3 separate regions of the Pan troglodytes genome follow, and all the other regions are linked to region 3. A link is a contact called in public Hi-C and HiChIP or PLAC-seq data. All regions are on one chromosome and are shown on one strand. Each heading gives the region's core, a stretch centred on a gene start, on an enhancer-like site or on the middle of the called end of the contact. The rest is flanking DNA. Distances are from core to core; before and after follow the strand shown. Region 1 holds the start of GAL (galanin and GMAP prepropeptide). Region 2 holds the start of TPCN2 (two pore segment channel 2). Region 3 holds the start of IGHMBP2 (immunoglobulin mu DNA binding protein 2).

Region 1 (2,810 bases), core at 69-2,568, 220 kb before region 3:
TAGAGGACAGGTAAGATGACACTGTCATGATCATCATTCGTCCTGTGCCCTGTGGACATCAACCCACAGATGTGACATCAACCCATCTGATATTGAGCCCAGTGGGTGGGGAGATCCTAACCCAGCTGCTGCTGTTGAGGACTTGGGTGGTGTCTGGCCAGTGGGAGGGGAGGTCAGGCGAGTTTTCAGCAGATGACCCCGTGCTCTTCGGAAGCCCGGAGGTGCCACATTGTACAAGTGTGATGCCTGGGATCCTGTGCTCCCCTGATGCCTGGGAACGGGGTGAAGGAACAGCCTAGGCTTGGGTTCTCTCCTGGGTTGTTTCGGGACTTGGCCCCAGCTCAGGAAGGGTTCGTGGAGGAGCCAAGGAGGGCCTTGTTCCTGTGGGATGTCTTTGCCTTGGGCACAAGGACAGCCTCTTGCTGCTGCTCTGCCCACCGCCCACCCCTTGGCGGCCTCTGGGAGTCTGGGCTGCTCTCCCTCTGGACCTAACCAGTTGCCCAATGGCTGGACCTGCTTAAAGCTCCCTCTTAACAACTGGACCAGGCAGCCAGGGGAGGCACTGAGAGGCCGAGCTTCTGAGCTGGTGCCTGTGGATGCTCGACGGTCCCGCAGCTCCCACAATGGGATGGCCAAGCAGACCCTGAGATCCACAGCCCCCCTTTAGTGAAACAGGAGGGAGGTCGCTGGGCACAGGGAGCCGGGAACGCCTGCCCTCCCCGCCATCGACGGCTCCCGAGGCCTGAACCTTCGCTCCAGCCCCAGCACAAGCCGGCCAGGGCGCAGGGCCAAGTGTTGCCCGCCATTCCCCGGGTACCCCATGACCTCCCAGCTGGGACTGGCTCGGACTGAGGAGTCGTCCCTGCCCGTCACCCTCTGGGGTCTCCAGTGCCGCGGAGCTCAGCTGGCTCTTGCAGCGGTAGGGGCTGGGAGGAGAAGCTGCAGGGAGACCGCAGGCGCGGGACGTTGTGGGGGGTCAGGGTTGCTCTGGGGCTGGGACCCCGGGGGGAGCAGTGGGGTTGACGCCACAACGATGACTTGGGCCGCGGGTCTGGGGGCTCTCCCGCGGGGCGATGGGGCTCTGTCTTTCGGGATTAGGGTCTCTCCCACCGGGTTTGGGGTTCTCTCTGCGGATTTGCGGGAGTCTCTCCCGCGGGATGAGGGGGGGCTCTCCGCCGCACCCGCCTATGATGGCCCAGAGGACCCGAGCTCGGGTCACTCCCGTCGCCCTCGGGGCTCGGCGAGGGTGCAGGAGGCGGGCGCTGAGCCGGTGACGCGACTCAGGGCGGCTCCCGGGCGCGCCGCATATATAGCAGCGGCGGCGGTGGCGGCGGCCACACCGGGCGGCGGACACGTGGAGGGACCCGGCCCGCGCCTTCTGCCCCTGCTGCCGGCCGCGCCATGCGGTGAGCGCCCCAGGCCGCCAGAGCCCACCCGACCCGGCCCGACGCCCGGACCTGCCGCCCAGACCCGCCACCGCACCCGGACCCCGACGCTCCGAATCCGGGCGCAGCCGCAGCTCAAGGTACTACTGGCGCCGGGCCGACCCTGCGCCCCCGGGAGGCTTCCCCTTCGGCTTTCCTCTGCCCAGGGACGGTTCTGCCAGGGCCCTGGCCCGGCCGCCGCCTCTGCTCCTCCCCGCAGCCCCGGCACTCCTTGCCTCGGGGCGCAGCCCACTCCGGGTTCCGACCCGCCCGCCCTGTCCTTCCCTTCCAGATGGCCCGAGGCAGCGCCCTCCTGCTCGCCTCCCTCCTTCTCGCCGCGGCCCTTTCTGCCTCTGCGGGGCTCTGGTCGCCGGTAAGTGCGGGGCGCGTCTCCTCCGAGTGAAGGGGACATCAGAGCCGGCCGGGCGTGGAGGGCTTCCTGGAGGAGGCAGCCTCCGCCCTGCCCGCGGGGATGGGGGTGGAAAGTGGAAAGGCTCGTGCGGGCGCTGTCCTGGCCGCGGGCGTCGCGGGAAGGGTCCGGGGCTCCCTGGGATTCCCCCCGCGCGCTTCTCCGAGTGTATCAACAGCCCCGGGCTATAACCAGGCCGCCGGGAGAGCTCTGCGCTTCGGGTCAGCGCCTCGGGAAAGCGAGAAGCTCGCCCGTTCCGCAGGGCTTAGTTAGAATGGAGGGCGAGGAGCCACTGGCGTGGCCTCAGTGTCACTAAAGCAGGTGCAGTGCGCTGAGAGTGCGCGGGCTCAGGCCCTCAAGTGAAGTATTTCGTAAATCAAGTGGTTCCATTTTCATGTCAAATATAGCCGACTTAGGGGTAAACCTGGAATTTCGCGAGCTATCCAAAAGCACATGCATTGTTCTAAGTCCTCTGCCATGCCGGGAAAGCCTGGGTGCACCCATTCAGCATCGGCTCCAGGCACAGCCCTGGCATCTGACCCCCTTTTCTCCCTTCAAGGCCAAGGAAAAACGAGGCTGGACCCTGAACAGCGCAGGCTACCTGCTGGGCCCACGTAAGTGACTGACAGCATGGCCTCCCCACTCCTGACCCCACCTGCCCCTCGCTTTGAACCCTGGCTCCTGCCCCTCCGCCTGCGGCTGGGCAGACCCTCTGGCCTCCCTCTTGACCTCATTGCCCGTCTCCATTGCTCTGCACACTTGATCTGTGTACGGTTCTTTCCAGAAGCTTCTCCTGCCCCGGCTCTGCCGCCCTGTCCCGGGGTGAGATTCCCACCCTGGGCTTTGCTCAAGTTCTCCTGGGCTTTCCCGCCTTGCAGTCCTTACAGGCCCTGTTCTGGGCCTCTCCCCAGGCCCCCGGGTCTCCCAAAACACTCAACTCCTCGGCTTGCAGAGCACCCTAGGTCAGCGGACCCCAA
Region 2 (2,700 bases), core at 194-2,693, 150 kb after region 3:
CGTAGCTGTTTTATTAAAGAAGAAAAGGCGAGGCAGTTTGCCCAACGCAGTTCCCAGCTTGACTTTTCCCTTTGGCTTAGTGATTTTGGGGTCCTGAGATTTATTTTCCTTTCACAGTTATGATGGTAAATTTTATATTTATTTTAAACCCTCCCCCCTCCCCAAAAGAGGGGGAAAAAGTAAAGAGATGTGGCAGAAGGGGAAGTCACAGAGATTGGAAGCGTCTTGCAGCACCTTTTTTTTTGAGATGGAGTCTCGCTCTGTTGCCAGGCTGGAGTGCAGTGGCGCAATCTCAGCTCACTGCAATTTCCGCCTCCCGGGTTCAAGCGATTCCCCTGCCTCAGCCTCCGAGTAGCTGGGACTATAGACACGTGCCACCACGTCTGGCTAACTTTTTGTATTTCAGTAGAGACGGGGCTTCACCATGTTGGCCAGGATGGTCTCGATCTCCTGACCTTGTGATCCACCTGCCTCGGTCTCCCAAAGGGCTGGGATTACAGGCGTCTTGCTGCATCTCGAAGCGTCTTCAGCGTGCTCTTGCTTGCTGGCTCTGATGATGGAGGTGTTCAAGCCATCGTGGAAGGAATGCAGTGGCCTCTAGGAGTGAGAATGACACCAGCCAACATCCAGCAAGAAGATGTGGACTTCAGTCCTAGGCCCATGGAGACAATTCTGTTAACATCCTGGATGAGCCTGGAAGTGGGCTTTCCCCAGAGTCTGCAGATAAGAGCCCACGGCAGCTGACATTTTGACTCTAGCCTCGTGAGGCCCTGAGACAGGAGGTTTCCTGCCCCGCAGGACTGAAAGATGATGAATGGGAGTTATTTTATATTTTCAGATTGTGGTAATTAGTCACTGTAGCAATAGAAAACGAATACAAGGTCTTTATGCATTAATGTTGAAAACACTTTTTATATACGTTGTAAATATTTTTTAAGTGTGTCATATTTTTTAAACTTTTCCCTTAATGATATTGAATCCTCCTAATTTCACCATCAGAGGGTAAACTCCAGTTCCATTCTGGGGGGAGTCCTTTGCAGTCACCCCGTGTACTCAATACTCACATGCATCAGAATCACCCCGAATGCTTGTTAAAACACAGATTCCTGGGTCCTCCCCGCAGAGTTGCTGATTTAGTAGGTTTAAGGGCCCAAGAATTTGCATTTCTAAAATGTTTCCAGGTGATGCTGAAGCTTCTGGCCGGAAAGACCATCCTTTGAGAACATATTTCCTCCCCAGCCCTCGGCCCTTAAGCCCCAGAACGCTGCCCCGCCCTGGGTGGAACGAAGCTGAGCTCCACCCTAGAGGGGCGGGGCCCTTTAGCTCCGCCCCACTCAGGAGAACCCCCACCCCCCCCTCCCCGTTCTCATTGGCTGGGACTGCAGGGATCCCCTGCGCCACAGTGCCGTGCGCGCCTCAGCAAGAACGCCAGGGGCGGGGTCTCCGCGCCTGCGCAGTGAAGCTGGGCGCCCTCGGGGCTTGAGCTTCTGAGGGTCGGGTCCAGCGCGCGGGCTGCTGGATGGCGGAACCCCAGGCGGAGTCGGAGCCCCTGCTGGGCGGGGCCCGCGGCGGTGGCGGCGACTGGCCGGCGGGGCTGACCACTTACCGCAGCATCCAAGTCGGCCCTGGTGAGCCGCCCGGACCTGGGGAGGGGACTGGCCCGGGAGACCAGGGTCGCGCGTGGGGGTCCCGCTGTCCCAGCACCCCGCGTTCTGCCGGGCGCGCCCCCACCAGGTTCGAGTCCGAGCGGGGCCCGGGCCGCGCCGGGTGCCAGGCGAGCCGGTGTTCTGAGGGCGAGTGGGCTGCGTCCTGCGGACCCGGACCGGGGTCAGGGCAGAGCTGGGGTCTCTTCCGTGTCGCGTCCTGATCCCGACCAGCCGGGCGAAGAGGCCCTCGCCCAGCCTTGGGCAGCCCCGAGGGAACCGGCCACCTGCGGCAGGCACCTTCCGTGTGGCCGGGCGGGCCCAGACCCCATACTTCCGGACTGTCGCCGTAATGAGGGTCGCCTAATTGACTCAGAGAAGGCAGCACTTTGATTTTTCCCGTTTCTTCTGGAAAAAGCAGAGGCTCACAGAGAGGCGTTACCCTACCCAAGGTCACACACCCAGTAAGTGGCCGAGGTGGAATTCGAACCAGTTGGGAGCTAGGAGTCCTTTCTTTGTAGGGTGCCTTTCCCCGTCCCACTTCCCGTGGGGCTGGGGCGGGCCCCCTAGACGGGGGCGGCTTCTTCTCCTTGCCCTCTGCCAGCCCAGAGTCCCCTCTGCACTCCCTCCTGCCCTTCCTGTTTTTTGTCCTGGTCTGAAGATTGCTGAATCCGCCCCCCGAGGGTGGGGTGCGTCCGCCCCTCGCTGACACCAGGGGAATGAGATTCTGGATTAAGAGGTGGAAGGACCTTAGTTTCACTTCACAGATGAGGAAACTGAGGCCCAGAGAGGCCCTGAGACCTGCCCAAGGTCACAGCCCTCTGTTCTGGTGCGGCTGCTGCTCGAACCACTCTGAGAATTCACATCTGGCTCCTTCCCTCTCTGGCCTCTCTTTCCTTCTTTCCTCCTCTGTCTGGAAGGAACTGGGTTGGAATCCTGGTGCCCACCCACTGGTCTGTGGCATGTGCCTATCCATGGAGTAATGAGGGGCCAAGGAGGGGACCCTGACGAGAGATGAAAAACCAGAGGCCAAGGTGGCCACCCTGTCTGCTCACCT
Region 3 (2,700 bases), core at 79-2,578:
ACAGTCTCCTTCCTCTCCCGCAGGATTTCCTTTAGGTAGTCCTAGAGACTGTGACTGTGTACTTCCATCACGTCTCCTTTGCTCACTCTTCAAGGCCCCAGCTGCTCACTGTTTTGGTCACCTTGTCTCTACTCGCTTCACTGTGTGTCTTTCTCTCCTAACGCGTGAGTCTGTACTTGAACATAGCATTGGAGGGGCGGTTTCATGTAGGTAGGTAGAATGGAGTAAGTAAGTCCCACTGCTTTTGTAAAAACTTTCCTGCCTACTTAAACCTAAGTTTTATTATGGAAAATGTCAAGCATACAAAAGTAAAGAGAACAGAATAGTGAACTCTCTCTCAATTATCCCTTTCCAGGTTCAACAGTTACCAACTCATGGCCAATTTTGGCATCTACATTGCCTCTGGCCCAACTCTGTGATTATTATTAATTTCTTAATAGACTTTATTTTTTAGCGCAGTTTTAGTTTCACACCAAAATTGAGTGGAAGGTACAGAGAGTTCCCATATGTCCCCTGTCCATGTGCCCACAGCTTCCTATCAACATCCCTCACCAGAGTGGTACAATCTTTACAATTGATGAACCTACATTGACACATCATTGTTATCCAAAGTCCATAGTCTACATTAGGGGTTCACCCTTGGTAGTGTACATTCTATGGATTTGGACAAACTTATAATGACATGTATCTACCATTATATCATACAGAATAGTTTCACTGCCCTAAAAATCCTCTGAGCTCCACCTATTTATCCTTTTCTCCCCCAATCCTCTTACCCCCCCATCTAACTTTTTACTGTCTCCTTAGATTTGCCTTTTCCAGAATGTCATAGTGGGAAACATACAAGATGTCCCCTTTTCAGGTTGGCTTCTTTTACTTAGTAACATGTATGTAAGTTTCCTCCATGTCTCTTCATGACTCATTTCTTTTTATTGCTGAATAATATTCTACTGTATGGATGTCCTACAGTTTATGTAACCATTCATCTCCTGAAGGACATCTGGGTTGCTTCCAAGTTTTGGGAATTATGGTACTATTCTTTTAATATCGTCCAATATAGAGTTAGATCCAGTTTTCCATTTTTGGGGGTCATGGTGAGACATGAGACCCAGGTTTAAAACATACATAAACACTCATGCACACAAATACACACTCCAACCATTTTCAGGCAGAGATTTATAGAGTTTTTAACGAACATAACCTTTTTGGAGCCTCGTATCAGCCCAGCGCCTTAAATACGGCTGTTTCTTTTGCAGAATAAGTTCAGATTAGGCGAGGATATCCATCACCATTTTTCAGACCAGCTCGCAGCCTGGGGGCAGTGGTTCAAGCACAGGCTTTGGAGCCGAAATGACTGCGCCTGAAGTACTCTTCTTCCACTTCCCCGCTGTGTGACCCTGGGCACGTTACCTAGCTCCTCTGAGCCTCACTCTTCTCCCCCATAACATAGGGCCTATACCAAAGTTCAAGGGCTATTGTCAGTATTCAGGCTACTAACTGAAGGAATCAAAATCTGAACCTGGGTTCCCCCGACTCCAAAACCCGTGCTATATTCACCACAAATGCGATCAACACACAAGGCACCAGGTCGGACCCAGGCACATACGTAGCGAGACCGCAGGGAGCAGCGCTCGCTCTGCGTCCTCCCTTCCTCCCATATCCCAGGTCTCACCAGCTCCGGGCCCCGAAGGTCTCAGGATGCTGTGGCTGCACGCGGACGCCAGCCGCCCTAAGGTGACCGTCAGGGAAGATGCTGCCATGGCCGCCGCCATCTTCCCGCAGCCTCGGCCGGAAACGGAAACGACGCGAACCGCGTACGTAACGCACGGGCCCGGCGGGGAACACCGGTCCCGCTGTAACACCGGCCCGGCGCAGAAGCGGGACGTCGGCTGTTCGCGGCCCAGGCCGGCGGCGGCGATGGCCTCGGCGATGGCCTCGGCAGCTGTGGAGAGCTTCGTGACCAAGCAACTGGACCTGCTGGAGCTCGAGAGAGACGCGGAGGTGGAGGAGCGCAGGTACGGGAGGCCGCCGGCGCCGCTCCCTCGCGGTCGGTCCCGCCGTGTCCCGGGCAGAGTCTCCGAGGGGCTCGGCCTCATAGTCTGGGGCGGGAATTTCGTCTCCGACCCTTCGAGTCAGGGGCAGGGATCGTCCGTCCCCTGCCTGGCCACCTCCCGAGTTGTCAGTCTCATCACTTCCTGGGCAGCGCGTTCCGTTTGGGGACCCTTAAGAAGCACTTTGATTTCCCGACCCGAGACCCCCGCTAAGCTTACACTCCTGGGCCCTGGCCCCGACCCCAGTTCCACCCGCAGCGAGTTAGCAGCCCTTTCCCTTATTCATTCACTAAACATGGTTTGCGCCCATTCTCAGTCAGGCCCCGGCAGCATGAGTCAGGTGCACTGGCTGCCCCCGATCCGGCCAACGGCGGGCTGGGCATGAGCAGAGAGTCCCTTCCCCTCCAGCGCGTCCAGGGCCGGCTGCGTGCGTGTCGCGGGGAAAGAGCCTGGAGGAGGAAGACCCTTCCCTGGGGAGGGTCATGGTGGCTTCAAGGAGGGAGTGGTGCCTGAAGGAAAATTGGAGTTAAGCTGGTGGGTGCGGGGTAGGGTGGGGAGCTGTCCTGAGAGGTGTGGGGAGCCATGTACATGAGAGCCGGGCTTGTTTCCGAATGGGACTATTTACTTGTCCAAAACAATCAGAGCTAAC

The links. A called contact is a pair of places that touch in the nucleus more often than the background predicts. HiChIP or PLAC-seq counts read pairs in DNA pulled down with a chosen protein or histone mark.
Region 1: a Hi-C map of stem cell-derived neural progenitor cells shows a contact between it and region 3, with 2.4 times the contacts expected there. The contact joins the promoter of GAL here to the promoter of IGHMBP2 in region 3. A contact is called at or near these places in 1 of 7 Hi-C or Micro-C datasets (stem cell-derived neural progenitor cells) and 1 of 1 datasets of contacts at active chromatin or transcription factors (stem cell-derived excitatory neurons).
Region 2: a contact with region 3 is called in an H3K4me3 HiChIP or PLAC-seq map of stem cell-derived excitatory neurons, with 4 times the contacts expected there. The contact joins the promoter of TPCN2 here to the promoter of IGHMBP2 in region 3. A contact is called at or near these places in 1 of 7 Hi-C or Micro-C datasets (stem cell-derived neural progenitor cells) and 1 of 1 datasets of contacts at active chromatin or transcription factors (stem cell-derived excitatory neurons).

Annotation. Positions count from the first base shown.
Region 1 is chr9:70,729,297-70,732,106 of NHGRI_mPanTro3-v2.0_pri, forward strand. GAL (galanin and GMAP prepropeptide) reads left to right here and starts at 1,319. Exons shown (of 6, transcript XM_001173776.7): 1 at 1,319-1,525; 2 at 1,717-1,797; 3 at 2,393-2,447. The coding sequence starts at 1,717.
Region 2 is chr9:71,098,031-71,100,730 of NHGRI_mPanTro3-v2.0_pri, forward strand. It overlaps TPCN2 (two pore segment channel 2), which reads left to right and starts at 1,444. Exons shown (of 20, transcript XM_063784233.1): 1 at 1,444-1,628. The coding sequence starts at 1,520.
Region 3 is chr9:70,949,758-70,952,457 of NHGRI_mPanTro3-v2.0_pri, forward strand. IGHMBP2 (immunoglobulin mu DNA binding protein 2) reads left to right here and starts at 1,329. Exons shown (of 15, transcript XM_054662474.2): 1 at 1,329-2,015. The coding sequence starts at 1,699. It also overlaps MRPL21.